Regions from separate parts of the Gossypium hirsutum genome. Here region 2 is linked to region 1. The links are chromatin contacts, called in public Hi-C maps. All regions are on one chromosome and are shown on one strand. Each heading gives the region's core, a stretch centred on a gene start, on an enhancer-like site or on the middle of the called end of the contact. The rest is flanking DNA. Distances are from core to core; before and after follow the strand shown.

The links. A called contact is a pair of places that touch in the nucleus more often than the background predicts.
Region 2: a contact with region 1 is called in a Hi-C map of leaf, with 3 times the contacts expected there. The contact joins the promoter of LOC107897703 here to the promoter of LOC107897705 in region 1. A contact is called at or near these places in 7 of 34 Hi-C or Micro-C datasets (anther and leaf).

What each region holds. Positions count from the first base shown.
Region 1 is chrA06:19,526,466-19,530,831 of Gossypium_hirsutum_v2.1, reverse strand. LOC107897705 (protein Brevis radix-like 4) reads right to left here and starts at 1,995. Exons shown (of 6, transcript XM_041115295.1): 1 at 1,543-1,995; 2 at 1,287-1,445; 3 at 833-1,206. The coding sequence starts at 1,412. LOC107897707 (phospholipid:diacylglycerol acyltransferase 1) reads left to right here and starts at 2,240. Exons shown (of 7, transcript XM_041115292.1): 1 at 2,240-3,454. The coding sequence starts at 3,018.
Region 2 is chrA06:19,658,500-19,662,865 of Gossypium_hirsutum_v2.1, reverse strand. LOC107897703 (vacuolar protein sorting-associated protein 2 homolog 1) reads right to left here and starts at 1,852. Exons shown (of 4, transcript XM_016823240.2): 1 at 1,602-1,852; 2 at 312-391. The coding sequence starts at 1,638.

The DNA of each region.
Region 1 (4,366 bases), core at 746-3,245:
CAAGAAATGGGTCATTAGAAGAAGAAGAGTAGAAGACAATGGGACGGAGAATATGGCGTGAACTGGAATTTTTTTTTGGGGTGGGGGCTTTGAAGAGGCTTGTTCGACAAGACGACAAGGGTGAGTGAAAAAGCTTGCCAACACAATCAATCGTGTCCCACCCACCATTGATGAGGCACAATGAGTTCTCCTTTTGGACTTTTATGGGATTGCTTTTCATTAGGCGTGAAGCCTACTGTTTCACCGTAGGTCCCTCACCTAAATATCCTTGCTTTTCCTGCCGAGGTTGCTAAGGCAGTGTTTGGATGCAGCCATGACAAATCCATCACCATTTATAAGTACAAATTTTACAATTTTAATACTTATCTGTGTTTGAAACGTAAAATAATTATAAGAAAATGAGATTATACTTATTTTTTTTTTAAATCAAGAAATTTAATTACATAGGAAATAAAAAATATAAAAAAATTTGAAAGTTTTAATAACTTAGCTGGTACACTCAATTCAGCAACACATAAATTGACAATCCAAACACAGCTTTAAAAAAAAAAAAAAAGAATGCATGTTAAAGAGTTTAACTAAATATGACAGAGCAAGTCCCAACCCAACAACAAATATTATTGTCTAAAATAATAGATAGGAATTTAAACCAAAACCATTATAACTTTGTATTATTTAACATTTTGTTCGTTTATTGATGTTAACAATAAACTAGGCAGGCATTGGAGCAGTGACGTGACTAGTCCATTTCCCAGCGAATTTCGAAAGTGGAATAAAAATTTCTTAATATGATGGAAAGCGAAAATCCAGAAAAAATAAGTGCGCGGCGCACCTGAATCGTATCCTCTTGAGATCGTTGCCGCCGCGAGGAAGTGAAACAAAGGTAATAAGCACGCCAGGCTCCACCTGAGCCACCCACTCTTTAGGCTCACTTTCTTCGACGAACACGACCGTGTCCACTCGGCGTCCGCTCAACGATTTCGGCGTCCCTTCTCCGCTCGAACTCGACATCCCTTTCAACCTTGCTTCCATCTCCTTCCCCCACGTCCTCGGCGTCGCTGAGCTCGAACTCCCCGTCCGACGATAAGACCATCTGAACCTGTCCGAGTCCGCGTCAGACTCGCCCATGTTCCTCAACCGACTCTGCGCCGTGCAGGGGTTACAGTGCCTGTACGCCCCCGACGCCTTTAGCGCCATGTCCTTCAACTAAACCACACAGTCATTAAAGCCAAACAAAGAACGAAGAACCGGAAAACCTTGACGTCGTAAATCTGAAAGCTAATTACCTGCGAAGTGAGGGATTTGATGGCTTGGTTGTGCTTAGTGTTAGGAGTAGTGGAAGAGTCCATTTCCTCTTGTTGACTCACCGAGTCATCACCAGGTTGCTTGGAACGAGCTATGCACGTCAGCATTGTTGTTTCGAAATTCTCTGAAAGCTGAGAAATCTTCTGTTTAAATAAAAAGCAATACATTGAAAACTACATTTATGATTTGTCAGAATTTGAGAACTAGATTATACAATAAACAAGTTTTCGAGTTTACCGTACAGAGAAGCAAAATTTAATGCAAACCCAGAAATCTGAGGATCAGTGGTGGGTAAGAGAGAACTAAGGGTTTTTTTTCTTTCTTTTTTCCTCTGAAGTTTCAGGGACCTGGAGCCCGATATTCGAGACTCAGGTAGCTCTTTAATGATGCCACGTTTAATTAAAAAGGATCAAAGATTCTCTGCGCCAACCCAAAATAAAAACAAAATTAAACAACAAAAAGGGTTTTAATAAAAGAAAAGAAAAAAGATGGAAGAGATAAAACCAAATTATAATCTCCTCAATCTCATCGAAGGAGCTATGGGTCTAATGGGATAAATGCACTCATTGCACTGCAGTTGTTGCTGTATATTGGTAGTAGAAGAGTGTGGTTGGTGTAGGCCGTTGCTGGGCTCAGATGATGTTTCCTTTACCTTTTTAATACACTGTGTGATCCGATGATGAAATGATTGGTGCGTGATGCTGATTGCTGAGCTTCTGCTTTTGTTTTTTTCTCAGTTTTCAAAAAGCCCACTGGAGAGACTCGATGGGCTTAGTTTCATCATTGGAAGGCCGAAGAACTCGTTTAACTTGGGCTATGTTATCAACTCGTGAGTGCCATTAATAATGATAGTGAGAGATTTGGCATTTGTGCATGTTGATCATTTACCATCTACCTGAAGTGGTGTGGTGTATCAGATCTTCCAACCCATTTCCAAAACAAATTTCCTTTTATTACTAATATTGATGTAAAACTTTTGACAGAGGGTTGTCTGTTTTAGAACTAGTTTAATCATTCTCAACAACCTAGTGTTGCGGGTTTGTGTTTTTAGGGCAATTGGTCAATATAAATTGAGGCAAATTGGAGCTGAAAAATCATTGATTTAATTGCAGGAACGTGTACATCGTTGAGCGATTCGGGTCTATCTACACATATCCGCTCCCACTCACGTGGCTTCCATTCCCAAGCGTATATGTCAGAAAGCATCTTTAGTTTTTGGCACATAACAAACATTATTAATTACTCCGAAATATTAGACTCAAAACACCTCTCCAACCTCCAATCACCGTTGAAATCCACCCATTTCTAATTTCCATCACCACCGCCGTCTGATGCTTTGACCACCGTAGTTTCTATCGTCAATCCGGCGGCTCCCAACAGATTATACCGCAGGCTCAGGCTTTAAAAAAAGTCCAAAAAGGAGACGCTAGCCTCCTTAGCCATCCCCGACCCACAGTGGGACCCTCGCCAGAGGAATCTGGAATATCAAAATAAAGGAGTCTGTTTGAAGCTTAAATAAGACCCAATCTCATACTTCCACCTCTAACTCCGGTGGTGGCTGTCATTATCTTTTATTGTCACCGGCTCAAGTGAGAAGAAAAAAGCCCCCCGCCCCTTTTTTTCTTTCACAATTAATGAGAGTCTTAGTATCAGATTCTCATTAGTCTCCGTTAATGAAACAAACCTGTATTATATTTTGGCATTAAATAACGATGTCGTTTTTGCGGCGGAGGAAGGGGACGGATTCCTCGAAGTCCCAGAACTTACGGTGCAACATCGTAAAGGAAGATGAGAAGAATAACCTATACGAGAGCCCCAGGAAAGAAAGCTATAATTCCAAGAAATGGTCATGTTGGGACAGTTGTTGTTGGTTCATTGGTTTTGTATGTTCGGTGTGGTGGTTCTTGTTATTACTTTACAATACAATGCCTGCTTCGATTCCGCAATATGTAACGGAGGCGATAACAGGGCCGTTGACGGACCCACCCGGGGTCAAGTTGCGGAAAGAGGGCTTGACGGTGAATCACCCAGTTGTGTTCGTCCCTGGGATCGTCACCGGTGGGCTCGAGCTTTGGGAAGGCCACCAGTGTGCTGAAGGGTTGTTTAGGAAACGCCTTTGGGGTGGCTCCTTTGGGGAACTGTATAAAAGGTATTAGCTTTTGCCTTTTACTTTTTCCCCCTTTTTTGGGACTTTTGAGGTTTAGCTATTTAGTGTACGTTTTTCCATTCTGGGTTTTACATTTTTGAGGAATTTTGGCATGTTTGCAAGGTTGTGAATGTTAAAGTTCTTCTCTGATGTTTGCTTAGATTGGAAGTTATTAGAGAAGCTTCCATAAAGCTTACTGATTTCTACATGAAATTGATGTTTGGCTTTGCTTTGCTAAAACTAAAACCTTTTCATTGTTGCAAATGTTTTCTTCTTCTGTTTTTGATTTGATTATGGGACATTAGAAATGCAGCTCTTGTTTTGTGGATTAGAATTTGTAGTGGTGCTCGGATGGGATCATATGTTGTACATTTATCTACTAATTGAGCTTTGGAAAAGAAGTGAGAACATGGATTTAGGTTGTTGCAAGAGTGCGAGTTTCAATATTTTTTTATTTTTCTAGAACCCCAAAAGCTAGGATTTAGGTTGTTTAGTGGAAACTGACATATTTTGGCCTCAATTGCTAAAACTGTTATCTCTCTGCATTCACTTTTCCTATTTTTTCCTTTTCTTTCTTTGTCAATCTTAGTTGTTACAATGTTAGTCACATGGACTGATGTAGAGTAGACTGAAGTTAAAACTATCTGCTAAAAAGAATCTTTGAATTTGATGTGTGTTCATGCTATAGTATCTCGATGAATAACTACTCGATGAATAACTATCATACAACATATTTGTTGCTATGAAGAATCTTAAACTCTTGCCAAGTAAAATACACTACTAAAACACTCAATGGGTCCTTTATGCTCTGCCAACTAAGAGGTTTCCTTGTTTTTCAATGTCATTACACTTTATAATAGTTGGGTTACTTCAAGACTTGAAGACCAACCTGTCTTTCCAACACGATGTGTATAC
Region 2 (4,366 bases), core at 603-3,102, 130 kb before region 1:
GTACATCAGTTGCTGATGCAGTTCATTTATCCCCCAACTCTAAATAATTTCAGATGAGAATCAAGTTAATTGATGTTCCAACATATCTTCTTTTTTTCATTTTCACATATAAATTCCCATACATGGTATGGAACAGGGCATATATCAAAAGTTTTTGTAATAGCCCCTCCCCAATTATAGCTATCGACTTCCATCTACTTAACAAGCATCAGAAGTGTGGCCATAATTTTCTATGTCAAGCACTTAGGTAAAACAAATTGCACACTTAGAAGTCATTGACACAGATAAAATGCAAGGATAAAAGTACATACTTGAATTCTAAGAGATACACCCTGGAGCTGTGATTTGAGCTTATAAAACTTTTCAATCTGATGGCGTGTCCGGATAAGGTCTTTTGCCATCCCTCAAATAAAATCCCGAGAACAAAATATTTAAAGGATAGTAGGCTCGGTGGACAGCAAAGCCCATTCATGTCAATAAGAAACATGCAGATCATATACAATAACTTTTAAATCTGAAAGTTAAAAGAAACCTACTTTCACAAGATAAGAGATGCGAAATACAATATTGAAGCTCAATTAGACAAGAAATGACTACACTAGTCCACTAATACGAAGCAAAATAGACATACACATTACTCAAGCTACCAAATTGCCGCAAGTGTAATTGATGCATTTTGTTTAAAATGAGTGAGATGAAAAAGAAAAATAACTCATCATATCTATCTGTGAAGTGGTAGAGAACAATCAGCAATAAATCGATATGATCCTAGCAAACATGTCATTCACACATAAAACTAATCATCAAACATCGAATCAAGCCAGTACATAATCAAAATCACCAATAAAGCAACCTCATTTATACCAAAAAAATAAAAAAGGCTTCACATAACTGACTAAAACATAAAAATGCCAAGCTAATAAGCTCTCAATTAGATATACCAATTTTTTAAGAGAAATTTTAACTACGCATAAGTAAAAATGTTGAGCAAAAATAGAAAACAAAATTGTAAAAAATATATGTAACACACCATCTGCCCTTGCTTTGCACTTTTCTTAATCTCAGCAATCAGTTTCTTTTCCTTGCCTTTCCCTCTCTATCTCTCTAATAGATTTGTCGAGCATCTGCTTATTTTCTCGCAGAAGCTCTGAAAAAATATATGTATATCTACAATACAAAATGACTTGAGAATCCGGCATTAGGGGAAATGAATTGAGAACCACAAAATACACAATTCACCCAATTTGTTTGCTTGATCTTTGATACACTAAAGTGACAGGCTCAATAAAGTGCAAAAACCTTACTTTTAGAAATTTGAACTAGCAAACTACCATACAATTACTCGATCCTAAAATCCAAAATTAAACCAAATAAACAAAATAAAGCATTCGAATTCCTGTCATTAGCAGAATTCACAACTATTTCTAAAACTATAAGAAACATACTACTTCAATCGAAATCCTTAATTCTAATTATTCAATTACCAAAGCCCTCAATATAAAATCACATCATCAAATTCAAATACGAACAGATCACAACAAAATTAGTAGCGATTTTCGAAATTAATACAAATTCTAATTATTTGAAAACAAAATTGATACCTGCAGGGGTATTTCTATTGCCAAAGAGGAAACTCATGTTCGGTCGATGCTACGAAAACTGTCCCAAAACGATTTGGTAGTGGCTACGGCGATCTGATCTGGTATAAAAACGCATCGGATGTACACCACAAGAGATTGCTTCTTCGAGGTGGTTTGTTTGATCGCTCGGCCGCCAAGACAACTTCTTTGCTACTTTACTCCGTACATGGACAACGGCTGCTAAGGAATGGAATCGGGTATAGACAAATGGTTAATTTCTGTTATTAGTCCTTCTACTTTTAAGAAAGTTACGTGGATTTAGTCTCCATGCTTTAATTTAATTATTTTTGATCTCTGTATTATATTTAATTTTAATACTCACTAAATAATAACAGTTAAATTGATTAGGTTAAGTTTTGTTATTTTCAAATTTTGGGTAGAAAAATATTATTTATGTCAATATTAAAATTTTAGATTTTGAAAAAGTATAGATTAAATAGATATAGCCTTAAATAGATTTAATCGGATCAAGACTAAAAATTTTTAAAAAAAAGTGGAAGAGGTAAAATTATAATAATCAAATCCATTTTCCCACGTGGCTGCATCTGAGTGGTAGGGTCCAGTCTTTATTACCAGGCTGGCTCTCTGAATGTTGGGCTTTCTCTTTGCTATGGGAATGGGCCTAGACTGAAGCAGATGCTTACTCGATTAAATTGTATGAATCAAATTGATTTATTAAATAAATTCGGTTTGTGGATTTATTCAGTTGATGTTCAAATCATACCAACGGAATAAACTCTCAACTTTTTATTCATCTAATATGTTAAAAAATAAGTAAATTCAAGTCGTTTCCACTTTCCATCCATTATTTTTGTATTCATTGTTATCTAATAAAAAAATTAATAGTTTAAATGCAAACATTATTAAAAGTTCTCAATTTAATCCTTTCACATTAAAAATATAAATTTATACTATATTATGTTATATGTTATAAGTAGTTTGATTTCTATCACACAAAAATTAAGTTTATAATAGTATATAATATTACTATAATGTAAATATTTAAAATATATCATCTATATTTAAAATTTCAATAAAAATATAAAAAAATTAAATTGTAATTACATAAAATTTTGTAAAAAAATTCAAAATAATATAAATGAGTAAATTAATCATTTACAAATGTACTTAAATTTGAGTAAACTCTAAAATCCATAACCTAAACTTAAGCAAACAAATAATATGCTGATTATATATATATATATCATATATTAGATGTGAAAAAAAATTATGTAGTAAATATATTTATAAAAAAAATATATTTTAAAAATCAAATGAAGATTTAGTTGAAATGATAAAAAATTGAAAATCATGGTGTTTTGGGGTTCAAATCTTGTCAAGCATATATATTTTTTTTAAATTTAACTTGAAATGACAAAAAAAAACCATATAATAGTATTTATTATTGTATAAAAAATTCAATAATTACTTATGACACTAAAAAGTAACGTTAACTCAATAAACCACTCAAATATGGTAAAAATAGATATATAAGCTCGGCTAGGAGTGTAAATGAGATATTGATGCTCACAAGATACTTAAGTTCGACTAAAATAATTTAAATTTGCTTCAATAATTATCAAGCTGTGCTCAAATTATCAATCGAGCCAAATTCAAACTTAATAATACTTGATTTAAACAATTTATAAGTCTTATCGAATTTTTTATATTTTTATATTATTAAATTACTTTATTACTCTTAATATATATTATTAAGCTTAAACTTAATATAAAATTTGATAAATGAGGTTTATGGAATATAAACTTAAATTTTAAATGTTGGATGAAATTCGAACGCATCCAACTTCATATTTTAAATGAAAGTCAAGCTTAACAATATTTCAACTAATCTGAATGTGGCCATGAATACCTGTACGAGCGAGTGGTGGTTTTAACAAAACCGTGTTACCTTTTCCTTTTTCTGTTTTTATTTCTGACAGCAAATTTGTGATTAAAAAAGATTATACCCACGCGGTGAGGACTCTCTCTTTTTATCTCAAGTAGCTTTCTCGCATTTAAAACTCTTTTTTATTATTTACTGATTTCTGAACCTTAAAATAATCAATAAAATCGTAGCACACGTGCGCTCGGCGGACATGCTTTGTACAGAGAAGGGCAGGCGGTCACGTGCGGCTTTGTCATCCTCAGTTCTCACTCTCGATTATTTGTATCACACGCGCTCCGCGGTGGGCTTTGCCATGGCCAGCTACAGGGAGCAGAGATCACGTGGCTTGGACCCCACACAGTCTAAACAAGCGAGGCCATTTGAAATTATTGTTAGCTTAAGCACAGTAAATTTGCAAATTAACTACAGTAAATACTGATAATTGCACCTTTTGTGCTGGCAAACATATACACCACTACTAAAATTTTGATTTACATCTCTAATTTATTGGCCTTGTGGTGATAATTGATTTCACTAATAGTTGATTATTGAGTTATGAAAAATGTTTATTGCTAGGTATCTTCTATCCATAAATTGGCTGGACCTGATGATTCTCTTGTTTCACTCAAGGTTTTACGAAATTTTATCTCCCACAACTCAAAAATAAATTCAACTATTTATCATTACAACTACTTCTTTTTATCTAGTTTGAATTTAATTTTTTAAGATTAATTTTTCGTAATATATTTAGAGAGGATTTATTTGCAAGTTGAGATATATACGAATCTAAATTATTAAACCATTTATTTGACATAAAAAGGATATTTGCTCTCTGAAAAGA